Linked DNA regions of Mus musculus: region 2 is linked to region 1. Evidence: chromatin contacts called from public Hi-C data. All regions are on one chromosome and are shown on one strand. Each heading gives the region's core, a stretch centred on a gene start, on an enhancer-like site or on the middle of the called end of the contact. The rest is flanking DNA. Distances are from core to core; before and after follow the strand shown. Region 1 holds the start of Rnaseh2b (ribonuclease H2, subunit B). Region 2 overlaps Gm46457 (a long non-coding RNA gene).

What was found. A called contact is a pair of places that touch in the nucleus more often than the background predicts.
Region 2: a contact with region 1 is called in a Hi-C map of muscle stem cells, with 2.0 times the contacts expected there. The contact joins the enhancer-like site here to the promoter of Rnaseh2b in region 1. A contact is called at or near these places in 1 of 39 promoter capture datasets (macrophages), 1 of 15 datasets of contacts at CTCF or cohesin (large pre-B cells), 7 of 484 Hi-C or Micro-C datasets (CD8 T cells, cerebellar granule neurons, liver and 3 more), 2 of 115 datasets of contacts at active chromatin or transcription factors (embryonic stem cells and fibro-adipogenic progenitors) and 2 of 9 other capture datasets (adipose tissue and liver).

The regions. Positions count from the first base shown.
Region 1 is chr14:62,330,609-62,333,874 of GRCm38.p6, forward strand. It overlaps Rnaseh2b (ribonuclease H2, subunit B), which reads left to right and starts at 1,460. Exons shown (of 11, transcript NM_026001.3): 1 at 1,460-1,568. The coding sequence starts at 1,508. It overlaps Gm41173 (a long non-coding RNA gene), which reads right to left and starts at 1,447. Exons shown (of 2, transcript XR_874686.3): 1 at 1,254-1,447.
Region 2 is chr14:62,388,315-62,391,593 of GRCm38.p6, forward strand. All of the region lies in intron 2 of Gm46457 (a long non-coding RNA gene), which reads left to right. It also overlaps a transcript of Gucy1b2 not described here. Among named protein-coding and RNA genes, the nearest start is that of Gm46457, 11 kb to the left of the region's middle. Within about 2 kb of position 1,322, at least 91 of the 459 cell types and tissues checked have an H3K27ac peak or open chromatin away from gene starts, as enhancers often do. A contact at or near this core is called in cerebellar granule neurons, muscle stem cells and uterus, where this site is marked.

The DNA of each region.
Region 1 (3,266 bases), core at 210-2,709:
TTCCATTATTAATCCCTCAGTGTGCAGTGATTTCTCTGTGGCTGGGCATGGGAATCCTGTTAATCCTCTGTGTACTGAACCACCTTGATGGTCCAATTGAGTCAAAATTCTTAATTCTCAGCCAGCATGAAACGCAAAGCCAGTCCTAGGGGGACCCCTTTCCCTCCAGAGTCCTCTTCTGTCTTTGTATCCTGACTCATCTTCCTGACTCTTATCCACAGCCAGGGGAGACTAGCACAGGAATAGAGCTGTACTGGGTAAAGCAGTTCTCACTGTGGCCAAGTGCTGGGACAGTTGCTGCACAAATGACACTGATCTTGCTTTTGTCTGAGAGAATCACGAAATGTCCCTGCGTGGCCTTATTTTTTCGTGGTCTTACAATGGTCTGGTCAGAGGTGGGTATTATATATATATTTTTTTTAATTAGGTATTTTCTTCATTTACATTTCAAGTGCTATCCCAAAAGTCCCCCATACCACCCCCCCCTACCCACTCACTCCCACTTCTTGGCCCTGGTGTTCCCCTGTACTGAGGCATATAAAGTTTACAAGACCAAGGGGCCTCTCTTCCCAATGATGGCCGACTAGGCCATCTTCTGCTACATATGCAGCTAGAGACATGAGCTCTGGGGGTACTGGTTAGTTCATATTGTTGTTCAGAGGTGGGTATTTTTAAGGGCTTCATGCCTCAGGAGGGAATCTCAGCCTATGTTTTAAGATCCAGACCAACTTCTGGTTGCTCTATGTAATTTCTCAAAAGCTTTGACCACCTTTATAACTCAGACCTCCACATTTATGTTGCCTGTGTCTCACATTGCTCCCTCTACAAAAACAAAATACAAAGTGCCACTAGACTGGATAACAAAAGACATAAAGTGCATAGTCTGCCTAGAAAGAACACTTCAGAACAAGCTTCCTGATCGGCAGCTGGCCCTTTGAGAGAATCCCCTCTCCACCTCCCTAGTCAGGGCTTAATTGTTTTCTCTATAGCCCCGAGGTGAGCCCTAGGCAACAAGACACCACTTTTGCTCACAACCATTCTAGCACTTGGGAGGTTCCTGATCCAGTATTCAAAGCCAGCCAGGGCGGCATACTTTGAAGGTCAGTCCCCGCTGGGTGGTGGACCTTGTGTCAAAACCAAACCACACCCAAACTAAGTCTCGTTAATACTCTAAAGATTTATCCTAAATAACAAATTCGTATGTTGAACTCCAAATTATAAGCATAATTTGGGTTGTATCTTTAAAAAATTACCTTAACTATCAAATTGGCCCACAGCCAATTTGAAGGCTGCTCGCCCGCATTAGGAACCTCAATGTATGAAATACACGCACGAGCAGCGCCCGTAGAATGAGAGTGAGAAAAACGAGGAGCTCCACACCCTCCACTGACAGCAGGGCCCGCGCAGATTTCAAAAAAGGAAGCCGAGCGGGCGGGCCCGGAAATGGAGGCAGGCTGGTGGCCCCGGTTGGCGGGCCCCTCGGCGCCACTTCCGGCAGGGCGCGACCATGGCCGGAGGTCGGGACCGCGGGGACTTGGCGGCCAGGCAGCTAGTGTTCCTACTTCCAGGTAAACGCGGGAGGCGCGTGGGCCTAGGTCGCTGGTGGCGGCAGCGGCAGCGCGGGTTTTTTTTTTTTCCCAGGCCAGCACCGGTCCGCAAGGTCCTAGCGAGCGCGGACCCGGATTCGGTGCCCCGCGCTTTGCTAAGCATCCTGGTCACGTGTCACAACACGCGGGAAAACTCCAAACCCGGAAGCGACGGCAGCGTTTGCGCGGATTCCCTGGGGCGGGTCCAGCCACTCGGCCTGCGGCGGGCAGCGGGGGTCCCGGGACTCTGCTGTCCCCTGGGAGTTACTGGATCTCTGTAGCTCAGCGTCTAGAATCTTACCAGCTCCAAACCAGAGGTCGCAGTAGTCCCATGCTGAGCCGCTCTGCTGCTCTGGAAAGGCAAGGGTGGCCAGGCATAAGGGAGCCTGGATGGGGTTTATGTGAGCGTGGTTTGAAACAATTCCAGGACATGGTGACAGTCAAAAATCCCAGAACCAGGCCACTCAGTGTCCCTGTAGATGATGACCAGCTATCAGGGCATGTGGTGGCATGCGACAGCCATTGCCATATGAGGAGGGCAAGTGAAATAAATTTGGGTTAGGGAATGCAAGCCAGAAACACTCTGTCATTTTACAATGATACATTTGATGTTAGAATACGCGTGAAGAAGGAAACTTCCCAGTCACTTTAATTTTGAGTTTTAGTTTAGCAAATGCAGAGCATTTTTACAGCAAATATATTTCACCAGGGTATAGATATCCAGTGATGATAATTTTTATAATCTTTATGTAACGACCTGACACTTACTTTGGATACACAGCTTCTCTCCTGTGTAAAAAGTTAAACACATTCAAGTGTATGGATTTTGGGTTTGCAGCTCACTCAACTGAACCCTGTATGCTGCTGACCAAGAAGAGTAGCTTTCCAGCTAGCAGCTCATACACCCGTCTTCTAGAGAACCCCAGGCTTTCTGTCATCAAATTAGTTTTGCCTGCTTGGACCCCTGTGACTTTTGTATCTGTCTTCCTTCCCTCCGTACCACGTCTGCCAGATCCATCCATGGCTGTTCCATGGGTTTTGTTGGCTGGTTCTTAAAAATTGCTTCTGGTTTGCTGTATGCATATCAATGCTACTACTCTCCGGAGGATGGATGGCATTAGGTGTTCCTCCTGGTTTGCACCTAGTAGGAGTTACACCTCTGGCAGCATTCTTTTGAGGCTGTTGGTGGACATTGGCATTCATTTCTTCGGAGTGTCTGTATCCTGGAGTGGAAGCTGCTTTTGGGTGCTTGTTGGGTTAGCTTTAGTTCTGCAGAATGGTTTTCTGAAGTGGTTGATACGGCTTCGTCCTGACTCCAGCTGCCTATGATGAGTCCAGTTAAGCCGTAACCTCACTGATAGTGCTTGGTAAAGCAGCTAGTGAGAATTCCTGGTGTTGGTGAGCCATCAGAAGGCTAGCTGAACACCTTAGTTTAGCTGGGAGAGGGGAGAGCCTCCTTTCACCCTTCTGTTACATCAGTATATTTGATTTTTGTAGTAGGATCCCTAATCATTCTTTTTGCAATCAAACATGTTAATACTATATAGTAGTTTGCAATAATTTGAGGGGTTTTGTTTTGTTTTGTTGGCTGTTTCACTGACATTAATTTCCTTCTTAAAGTGTGTCATAATCGTACCAAGCACAAAACTGAAAAGACTCGATGTTGAATGCATCCCTCAA
Region 2 (3,279 bases), core at 72-2,571, 58 kb after region 1:
TTTTCTGTTCTAAACTGCCACAGCTGTGCATAATCTAAAACCACAGCTCAGGGATCTGGGGGAGACTCCAGGGTCTGCTGGAGTCAAAGGGTCAAAAAACCTCTAAGTATTTGCTCCACAGCCAACAGGAGCCCTGACTAGACCTGGGGACACCGTAGCCTGTGGTAAACTATAAATGTATGCTGGAACACTTAAAGCTGGGACTTCATGTTTCAGTCTCTTTTAATAGCTGGACGTCTCCAGTGAAAAATCACACTGTAACTTTTCTTTAGGTCTCTCCTGTTCTGTTCTTGACAGCACATATCTGACTGGAGCTGCTGTGTCAGGAGTACAGTCTCTGCTTCCAACACAGAGACGGCTCTAGCCAATGGCTGAGAGCTAAGATCAGAGTTGGGGTAGGGTGGGTCTGAAGGCCAAGTCCTAGGTCTGTACCTCAGTTTCCTGTCTGCGCAGTGTGGCTAAAAACCATACCTGTGTAATGCTCAAAGGACTTCAGCTGGGTACCACAATGGTCCTGCTATATATGTGAACCCAAGTTCCTGGGTAGATGCTGATGGCTTAGATAGGCCACTAAGATCTAAGAGAGTGCCATCATTAGACCCCACTGAATGCAGACATGGAACTGCTGTCATTTCCTCCTCACCTCACATCAAGTTGAACCCCTGAGGGGAAAGAATTCAGAATCCTCTGAAAATTTTCGGACTGCACCATGCAGAAACTCAGAGCAGTTTCTCTTTGGGAGACAGAGTCTCTCAAGCCACCTTTAAAGAATGATTCAGCCAGTTGGTTGACATATCATTATCACATTTTGAAGTTAACACAGCCCCAGAGTCTATGAATGCTCACCCCACAGTTAATTATTCTTGAGTTTTTCTGTGCTCTCAAAACATATTCTACTTATGTAATGATCCCTCGGGGGAGCACCAGGTGCCTTTGTCCCACAGACAGGGCCAGCTGTGTAAAACCTCTGCATCTGTCAGGTTTCTCTATGTGGCACATAATTGCCTGATTTCCATCTGAAAGTGCAGCACTGACATTAAAGCCACATAGAACCCACCATTGATAACAATGGCTTCCCGACACCTAGAAGAAGCATGGGGGGTGGGGGGGCAAATAAACATGCTCCCCAAATGAGCGCTTGCCTTCACAGGGGCTGGGTCTGAATGTACAGCTGCAGATGAAGAGAACAAACCAAGAGGAATAAAGGAAATGAAAGCTACAGATTAGCATTCGGCTGTCTCAGCCAGATGGTCTTCTGGGGAGAGCGGTCCTCCGCTTGCTTTCTTCAGTCTCCAGGCTAGCACACAGCACCCACTCTCTGCAGGGGCAGCAGTGATCTCACCCCTCAGCCAGGCAACCCAGTGAATCACTCACTCTTTCTTTCTCACACAACTGTGAGCCAATGAAAACTTGAAAGTGAAAGAAAGACTAAGAAGGGATTGGGGGGTGGGGGGGCGGGGAAGCCAGGCATCTGTGATGAATGAAAAAGTCTTAGCCTAGGAGAGGGCTAAGATACCAAGACTGAGGGAAGTGTCGGGAAGCATCAGCTAAGGAAGAAGAGAGCCACTGAAAGAGAAAGCTGTAGACACCCCTCCTCCTCAGCGCCCAGAAGCATTGCCTCCAGCATCCAGGATTGCCATGGTATTCAGGACCTTGGGGTCCTGGCTTTTACAAGCTTGGGCTTGAGGTCTGTGCTCCCAAGGTAAAGAAAGCAGTGGCCTCTTCTCAACTTATTTAGAAACTGTCGCCTCCCTCCATGGCTAGACGCCAATGAGTCTGCCAGTCATTGGTCTGAGGACCAGCCATCTGCCACCATCTGGATAGACCGTGCCTGGGCCAGGTGCCCTGAAATGGAAGAAGCTAGGTGGGGCAGAGGCAAGGGAGGGGGAGGGGCAGGAGCAAGGCAGGGTTATGGGGTAAACTGAGCCTGCAAAGCTGTAGTTGTAGAGGGCAGTTCCCTGGAATGCTCTACTCTGAAAAGGGCTCTACCGACAGTCACCACCAAGCCAAGTGTTCACTGCTCATGAGCAAGCCTCGTATTTGAGTGGCAGCCCAGGTCTGCTGCTGGCCATGAGACAGACCACCAGATGGTGTGTGCCAGGGCATAGATGTTCTATGAGCTAATCGATCCAGTAGGAGTTAATACATCTAACTTGGGTCCAAGGGCCTCAATTCACAGAAGATTCCAGAACAAGTGAAGGTGCATTTTGAGGTTTTAGAGGCCCTGTGAGCAAGCACTTTAGCAGCTCGCCAAACTTCCCAAGTGTGGTGGTTTGGATGAGAATGGTCAACCTTCCCCACTGTGATGGACTCTGAGCTCTCTGGAACTGTAAGCACAAATAAAACCTTCCTTCTATGAGTTGCCTCATAGAAGTAACAGAAGTAGCATAAGTAACATAGCAATAGAAAAGTAACAAACACTTCCGAATACCAGGAGATTGTCTGTAGCAGTGTTTAATAGAATAAATGTCAGCTGCAGGGTGGTACCTATCACAGGATTGTCTTTCTTTTACAGCTGGAAATGATTATTTAAATCAAAATAAATGTGGAACAAAAATTGTCCTTGTTTTTGGCCTGGACTATGGTACCTGTCGCACAATTCTGACAGTTCTAAATATAATGTTCAATGAAGTAGCATATTGTACTGTGACCCCAGCCAAACAAGCTTGCAACAAAATAATCCAAGATCCCGGGCTCTGGTGTTTCTCCTTCCAAACTTAACTGAAAAGGCTTCCCACCAAATGACCAATTTGGTCTTGGTCTCCCAGGTAATGCCACGTCCTCAGAGTGGTCGTTCTAGCTAGGGCTTTCACTCAAGACATGGCTAGAGAGTTTCAAAGGAAAGTAGATGGAGACAGCAATGAGCTATGAATTCTGCTGTCTTTCCTTCCCCTCACTTAAACAGGGAGATGCCACACTTAGGATCAGGTTTTTGTTTGTTTGTTTGTTTGTTTGTTTTGTTTTGTTTTGTTTTTCGAGACAGGGTTTCTCTGTGTAGCCCTGGCTGTCCTGGAACTCACTCTGTAGACCAGGCTGGCCTCGAACTCAGAAATCTGCCTGCCTCTGCCTCCCAAGTGCTAGGATTAAAGGCATGCGCCACCACGCCCGGCTTAGGATCAGTTTTTAAATGCCCCAAAAGGCAGGTTATCTGATTATCCCTAACATTGTTGACTTGATGGCACTTCCAACATAGAGTGGGGATTCCAACGTGACTCTGTATGTCTCCTGGGTCCACTCCTCCAAACTGCCCTCTCTCTCTTTCTCTCTCTCTCCTTCTCT